Regions from separate parts of the Canis lupus genome. Here region 2 is linked to region 1. A link is a contact called in public Hi-C data. All regions are on one chromosome and are shown on one strand. Each heading gives the region's core, a stretch centred on a gene start, on an enhancer-like site or on the middle of the called end of the contact. The rest is flanking DNA. Distances are from core to core; before and after follow the strand shown.

Region 1 (3,766 bases), core at 356-2,855:
GTCACTCCTATTTGTTCTCCTTCGTCCCTAGGCCACTAATCCTCAGAGCCCCATGGGCCCCTGGATCAGAAACACCAGTCAGGTGCTACCCCTGACTATTCCAGGCTTCCTCCTACTCACCCAGGTTCCTGCAACAACCTACCAGCTGGGCCCCCTGCCTCCAGACTCCACCTTTCCACCCTCCGCTCTGCCTGAGAGTCCTCCGTGAGACCATCTGTTGAAAGGTTTTCAAAAGACGGGACTCAAGGGATGCCTGGGTGGCTCAGGTCAAGATCCCAGGGGCCTGAGATCCTTACTCAGTGGGGAGTCTGCTTCTCCCTCTGCCTCTGCTGCTCCTCTGCTTGTGCGTGCACGCACATTCTCTGTGTCAAATAAAGAAAATAAAATCTTTTTAAAAAAAAAAGATGGAATTCAAGCTCTCCAGAGGAATAGACAATATCCTTGAGCATCTGACCTCCATGCTAACTTGGCATCCCCTCCCCCACCAGGCCTCATGCCCTTCAATGAGCCAGCCCTAATGAGCTGTGCTTCAGGCCCTGGTCACGTGCATGCTTCACACCTGGCACATACCCCTGCCCCCCCACAGCCACCTGGTAAACTCACTCATCCCATGAGGCCCTCCTATAAAGCTCTCCCAACTCCCCCCAACAGCCACACCTCTCAGAGCCCTTATATAATGTTTTGTTTTCAAGTGTGTGGGTATGTATGACCTCCGCCAGACTCTGAGCCCCTGGGGGGTGGGCAGGGAACTCATGCCCGGGCATGCCATCTAGCACAGAGTGGAAACCATACCTGTGGCCTGGCCTAATAAATCAGTTCTGTCCATGCAGACTTGACCACTTCCACTAGGTTGAGACAGTGGCTGAGAAGGGAGCCCCTGAATATAAGATACCACTTATGAAGCTTTTGTGCCAGGGGTCAGACTCTGTGCCAGACACTTCCTCCATCATCTCACTGGATCCTCCCTACAACTCTGTGAAGACAGTAGTACTACATCACATTTGATAGGAAATCAGGTCCTACAGCATACAGAGCCTCGGAGAAGCCAAGTTCCCTGCCCAAGGCCCAAAGCCTGGACTCTTAGCTATTGTGCTGGCAAAACAAGGGTTCTAGAATGCATCCTTTTATATCCAACAGGGGTGGTGTGGACTAGGCTCAAGGCTAAGTGCCCTTGGGGAACTTGTCACAGTTTAAGGGGAGCAGGAGTGGGGAGGAGACGGAGAAGCACGCTGGCTGGGCAAGAACACTCCGAGGGTGGCTTTCACTTGAAATGGCATTCTGATTGGTTGAACCTGGTTTCTTTCCATCTGAGGTTTCATCTCCTGGTGACCAGATGCCTTGTAAGTGCCCACAGAGTCTATCCAGGGCCCTAGTGATCCAGCCAATTGACCAATCATGAAGTTGGGGTTGACAGTGGGGGTGCCCTGGGCTGTGGCTGCCAGAAGCTTCCCTAGACACTCGGTATTAAGTGACAAAAATGGCTTTGGATGGTTTAGGTGGGACCCACCTCCCAAATACATGCCCTGCTGCTACTCTCCATCATCCGCAAAGGACCCTCCATCCATCTGGCCCAACGAGGGACCCGAACGTGGGCGCCGGGCAGCTCCTAGCTGGGTATGTGCCAACCCGCCCTCTCTCCAGAGGCCCCTCCTGCAGTTTAATCATGCTCCGGATCTATTCTGGGCCACGCTCATTTCCCGTGGTGGAAATTAGGTTTTGACAGTGTTCCTTTCACATTTAATCTGTTCATTCTAATTACAGCCAGGCTCTTGAGCTCGTTGAGGACTCTTCCTGAATTAAACGGATGGTTTTGCCAGGACGCAAGGCCCCTTGAGAAGCCCCTCCCTCACCCTCTTTTTTTGCAGGAAATCATGGGATTTGTTGCTGACTCCTGCCTTTCCCCCACTGTCACTCCACAAAGATGTGCAAGGAAGCCCCACGCTGGCGGCTGTTGTCTCCCCGGGGGACACCTAGTGGTGAGAGGGGTGAAATACAACAACAAAAGGTTGAGAAATTTCTTTTTTTTTTTTAGCAGCTTTATGGAAGTAGGACGGACATACAACCACTGTATACGTTTAAGGTTTACAACCTGATATTTTGATATGTACACACTGTGAGATGATCACTGAAATCAAGCTGATTAATATGCCCACTGTCTCCATATAGCTAATTTTTCTTTGTGTGTGTGTGTCTGTGTGTGTGTGGTGAGAAGACTTAATGCAGGATCTGCTCTCTTAGCAAATCTCAAGTATACAAAACGGCACTGTTACCTATCGTCCCCTTGCTGTACACTAGATCTCCAGAACTTACTCATCTCGCGAAAGGAAAGCTCTGCACCCTCTGAGGTTGGGAATGTCCTTTGGAGTCTCTTGTTCGTCTTCATTTATTTTCGGGGGTTTGCAAATCGGATCATTTAAGGTAGGATGCTGTACATGGGAGCTGCCCTACATTTTTTTAATCTGGGATTTCTAGGGAAATTGGCCTCGCTCCCCCTTTCGATTGCATTGGGTCCATGAGTCTGTATCTAAAAACAAAGCTCTTACTTTCAAAGTTCCTTATCATCATCCCCAAAAGGATTTTCAAGCATCTCTGAATTGGAGGGGCAGGGTTAGCATTTAGGGCAAAATAGAGGCAACAAGAGTGTGGGTGGGGGAGAGCCTCTGCCAGCAGGTGCGGGATGAGATTCTGGTCCCTGCTCTGCCCCACTGAACACACGCCATCAAGCAAGTCACCTCTGAGGTAACCAACGAAGATGATGAACTACAGGATCTTGAAGATTCTTTCCAGCTGTAAAACTGTACAAATATACAAGATGCAATGGGCTATCATTTAGACCTCTTGGGGGCTTATGAGGCTAAGGGTGGAAGAAAATTGGAATCTATCCTGGTAACCTTCCTGGTATGTGAGCACTAGTTATGTGGGGCACAGGGGAATTGGCCAAAGGGTCCTCCATTCCCATTTTGCAAGCCCATTTATGAATTATTCATGCCTTACACACAGCATAGAAGGGGACAGGGGTAATTGCTGGTTTGACCTCTGAGAGGAGATAAGCTCAGGGAAGGAATGTTGTTTGCCAGAGAGCGGAGAACGTGGGCTTTTCAGATGAAAAGGGACTTTACAGATTATCTAGTCTTCGCCCATCCATTTCCAGACAAAGAAAACAACATGAAGGTTGATTTCAGGGGCGGGATCCAGGTCACACAGCCAGCTTGTTGCAGAATCAGAACATCACACGGAGAGCAAAGAAAGTCATGGTATTCATGACCCACCCCATCCAGTGGTAGGAGACGGCCTTCCATGTCGGTGTTCACAAAAGGCAGAGAAGACAACACAAAACTGTGACAAATGTTAAAAGTCATTGCTCTGTGCACACATTAGTCACAAGCAGACCTCAGATGTCCTCGAGAGAGAAGAGAGAGCCGGTGCCCAGGCAAGGGGAAAGACAACCCTGGGGAGGCTATTTATGTCCCCCATACAGAGCCTGACCGAGGATGGAGGCCCTGTCTTCCTGAATCTGGGCCAAATGACAAAACGTTCCATTTAAGATTTTTCAAATGGTGCTATTGAACACAAAGAATCACAACACCATTGGATTTTCTCCCGGAGTTTTGGCACACTGAAGAAAGGTCAACTTTCCCGGCCTCGTGTCTTTTTACGGCCCTGCTCCCTGACGCCCCCCTCTGCAACCTCACTGCTGGCCCCCCTTGCTGGTCGCTGAGCCGGGCCTTGGCCTTCCTGCCTCAGCACCCGTGCACAGGCTGCTCCC
Region 2 (3,766 bases), core at 489-2,988, 220 kb before region 1:
ATTCTCAGCTCCAAAGAAGTCAGAACAGGTATTCATTTTATGATTCTAGGGTTCCAAAAAGTGACCGATCGATGGTCACACAGCCAAGTAACAGGACTAGAAACCAGATTGCAAAACTTCTTATCCTCCTCTCCACTGCCTCCTGCCTCCTCTGTGCTTAAGAAAAGGTCAGGTTTCCTCCTTACCTTATATTGAAGAGGAGCAAGGTGAGGTTTCCATCTTTGGAAACCTCTGTGATACCATGTGTAAGATTTTTGGTGTAAGTGCACCAGTGTGGTTTTTTTTTTTGGTGGGGGGGGTGGCGGGGGGTGGATGAACAGATTTCAGGAGTCTCCAAGGCAGGAATGTGATCTGTATATGCACCCGCATATAGATGTTGAGATGGGGAGAGAAACAGGAGAGCGGCAGTAGGGGGAGAGAAACAAACACTACCTGGCCTACCAGAATAAGCTTAACTCGAGGCAGGTGATGTTCCGGGCTCCCGCATTCCTTCCCGATTCTCCTCCCCTCCTTGGGAGATCTTCCCTTCTTCCCCACCAGCCACAGGAGCCTAGTCTCAGTTTATTCTACCTGGCTGCTCTGCCCTGCTCCAGCCTCTCCCCTGCGCTCTGCCTGCCTCACCTTCCCCAGTTGGCTCACTTACAAATGCCCCCTTCTCCAGTCTTCCCAGGGCCCAGGAGGAACTCCTGCATGTCTGCGTGACCTTGTGCACCAACCACAGCAAGCCAAGCCCCCTTCCAGCCAGGAGCCCACAGGGCGTTAGGCTACGCTCTAGACACAGCCAGCCGACAGGTGTCAATGAACCCATTAAAAATGAAATTTGGGGGGTCCCTGGGTGGCGCAGCGGTTTGGCGCCTGCCTTTGGCCCAGGGCGCGATCCTGGGGACCCCGAATCGAATCCCACGTCGGGTTCCCGGTGCATGGAGCCTGCTTCTCCCTCTGCCTGTGTCTCTGCCTCTCTCTCTCTCTGTGTGACTATCATAAATAAATAAATTATTTTAAAAAAAAATGAAGTTTGAGGGAGCAGTCTGGCAGCCTATATTTAAATATTTTAGTATATGCGCAGCCGAAGCGAGCACTCAATGCATGCCCTTTGTGATCAACAGAAAACCCAACTGCTTGGCCCATCCTGGAGCGCCCCTTTTAAAAAATAACAAGCGGCGGCCAGGTCCCCCAGCTGGAGGTTTGGTTCCGCTTTAAGGTCCACGTTACCCAAACAGCAGGGTTTTGAAAATAAGACCACTGACTAGCAGCCCGAGTGCAACTTTGCTAAAATGTACCGTCTGGCAAGCAGCAGGTACCAAAGGAGCTCCCGCTGGGTATTTTGTTACAAAATATTTTGAGCCGGCTTTAGGCCACGCCCACGCACGTAAAGCTCACCTTAGCTAACCTTCTTTCCCCCGCTCCAGGCAGTTTTGGGCCCTCACTCCTCCGCGCCCCGCCGCAACCCTACGCGCTCGGATTATTTCCATTTTACGGACCGAGGCCGCGGGCGAGCTGCACGGTGGCCGGGCCAGGGAGCCTCGCTGCGCAGCGCGAACAGCCCCGAGCGGCACCGACCCTGCAGGACAGGACGGAGATAGAGCCTGTCCCCGTGCGCGTCCCCCACGGGGGCCGCGGGGCTTACCTGCCCCGCTCCGGGGTCCGCACCCGCCACGACGACGCCATCCGCGGCCACCGCTTCCCGCGCGCAACCGGCCACTCAAACTCCCCGCCAAACCCCGCGCCGCTCCGAGCAGCCAATCAGGGCCGCGCACGCTCGCCGAGGGCCCGCCCCCCACCCCCGCGCTCCACGCCCCTCCCCGGACCTGGGAGCTAGAGCGGGCGCGGGGCTCCTCCCCGCCCCGGAGCGCGAGGGAAAACCCGGCCTGGAATAGCGGGGAAGCTGGAGTCCGCACCTTACAAACAGCCGCTGATGTTTGGTCCCTGAGCCGTCTGCATTTGCCGGGCTTTTCCTCCCACCCCCGCGGGCCGCGCTGGTTTCCGAGGCTCCGGAGCCGCGTGGCCCCGCCCACGGGGCGGGGAGGGGGCGGGGCCGCAGCTGAGAAGAGGGCGGGGCCTCCTTCGGGGACGATCGTATCGCGCAGGCGCTAAGGCTCCCGCGCAGTGGAGCGAGGCGTTGGCCGCAGGGCGCGGTGTGGCTCCGCCGCGGCCCTGCACCAGCCTGGCTTGCTCTGAGCGGGGCGTGCTATTTCACCTCTGATCCAGTTTCCTCGTTATAGATGCGGAGGGCCCCTTCTGGAGCTAATATTCTATTCTTTTCTTTGGGTTTAAAAATGTATTATTCTGCAAAGGAATGTTGGGCCCATGGGACGCCTGCGTGGCTCAGTGGCTGAGCATCTGCCTTTGGCTCAGGCCCGTGGTCCCGGCATCTGCATCCTGCTCCCTGCACGGAGCCTGCTTCTGCCTCTCTCTGTGTTTGTCATGAATAAATAAATAAATCTTTAAAAATAAATAAATCTTTAAGAGAATAAATGTTGAGCCCTTACCACACCATAAACAAAAATGAACTAAAAATGGATCAAAGACCCAAACTTGAAAACGATACAACCCTTAGAAAAAAAGCAGAGCAAAAACTTCATGCATGACGTTGAGATTGGCACTGATTTCTTGGATGGATGTGATGGCAAAAGCACAGTTGGGGATGATGAAAGGGTTCTGCAGATGGGTCGTGGTGGGCGGCTGCCTCACGTGAACATACTTAAGTAGTGCTGCTAAAGTGGAGTTGACGGTGGTCAAAATGCCAAATTTCATGTTGTGTGTATTTTAACACAATAAAAAGTTATGACCTATTTCATGCATACAAAGGAATATAATACATATAATGCAAGAATAAAAGGAAACCCCCATGGGGTGCCTGGGTGGCTGGGTCTGTGAAGCCTCTGCCTGGTGATTTCAGGCTCAGCTCATGATTGCAGGGTCTGGAGATTGAGCCTTGGAACAGCTCCGCACTGGACATGGAGTCTGCTGAAGAATTTTTTTTAAGATTTTATTTGTTTATTGTCTCTCTCACGAGAGACAGAGAAAGAGGCAGAGATATAGGCAGAGGGGGAAGCAGGCTCCATGCAGGGAGCCCCATGTGGGACTCCATCCTGGGACCCCGGGGATCACAACCTGGGCCAAAGGCAGACTCCCAACCACTGAGCCACCAAGGTGTCCTGTGCTTAAGATTCTCTCTCTCTCTCCCTCTGCCTCTCCCTCCAACTCTCTCTTTAAAAAAAAAAAAAAAGGAACACCCATTTACTCACCACTGGATTAGAAAATAAATCATTATCATTCCCCCCAGCAATAAACCACTTTTTTGACTTGTGTCAAACCCACAAGACTTACAACCCTTTTCCCAGAAAATCGATCTACTTTGATAATTTCCTAAATAATGTACTAATTACTGTATGGTTCTAAACTTTACATAAATGATATCTGGTATGTATTCTGCAAGTGCTCTTAATCAAAGCTGTGATTTTTAGATTTATCTACATCAATGCATGTAGCTGTAGTTCATTCTTTTTCACTGTCTTTGGAATGAATGCTTTCAGTGAATATACCACATTTTATTTCTACGTTCCCCTGTGTATGGCTACATCAGTTGTTTTCAGTGTTTTTTCCCTGTTACTCACAACCAGTGCTCAACATTCTAGTGCCTCCCATGACATATGCCTAAGTTTCTCTAAGGGTAGACTCAGTAGTAATATTATCGCTTTATAGAATAAAGACATTTTCAGCTCTATCTGATAATGTCAATTTTTTAAAAGATTTTATTCATGAG

What was found. A called contact is a pair of places that touch in the nucleus more often than the background predicts.
Region 2: a Hi-C map of skin fibroblasts shows a contact between it and region 1, with 2.5 times the contacts expected there. The contact joins the promoter of CENPU here to the enhancer-like site in region 1. A contact is called at or near these places in 3 of 9 Hi-C or Micro-C datasets (blood and skin fibroblasts).

Annotation. Positions count from the first base shown.
Region 1 is chr16:46,527,085-46,530,850 of UU_Cfam_GSD_1.0, reverse strand. No RefSeq gene overlaps it. Among named protein-coding and RNA genes, the nearest start is that of HELT, 33 kb to the right of the region's middle. Within about 2 kb of position 1,605, at least 4 of the 20 cell types and tissues checked have an H3K27ac peak or open chromatin away from gene starts, as enhancers often do.
Region 2 is chr16:46,747,111-46,750,876 of UU_Cfam_GSD_1.0, reverse strand. It overlaps CENPU (centromere protein U), which reads right to left and starts at 1,738. Exons shown (of 13, transcript XM_038560411.1): 1 at 1,628-1,738. The coding sequence starts at 1,668.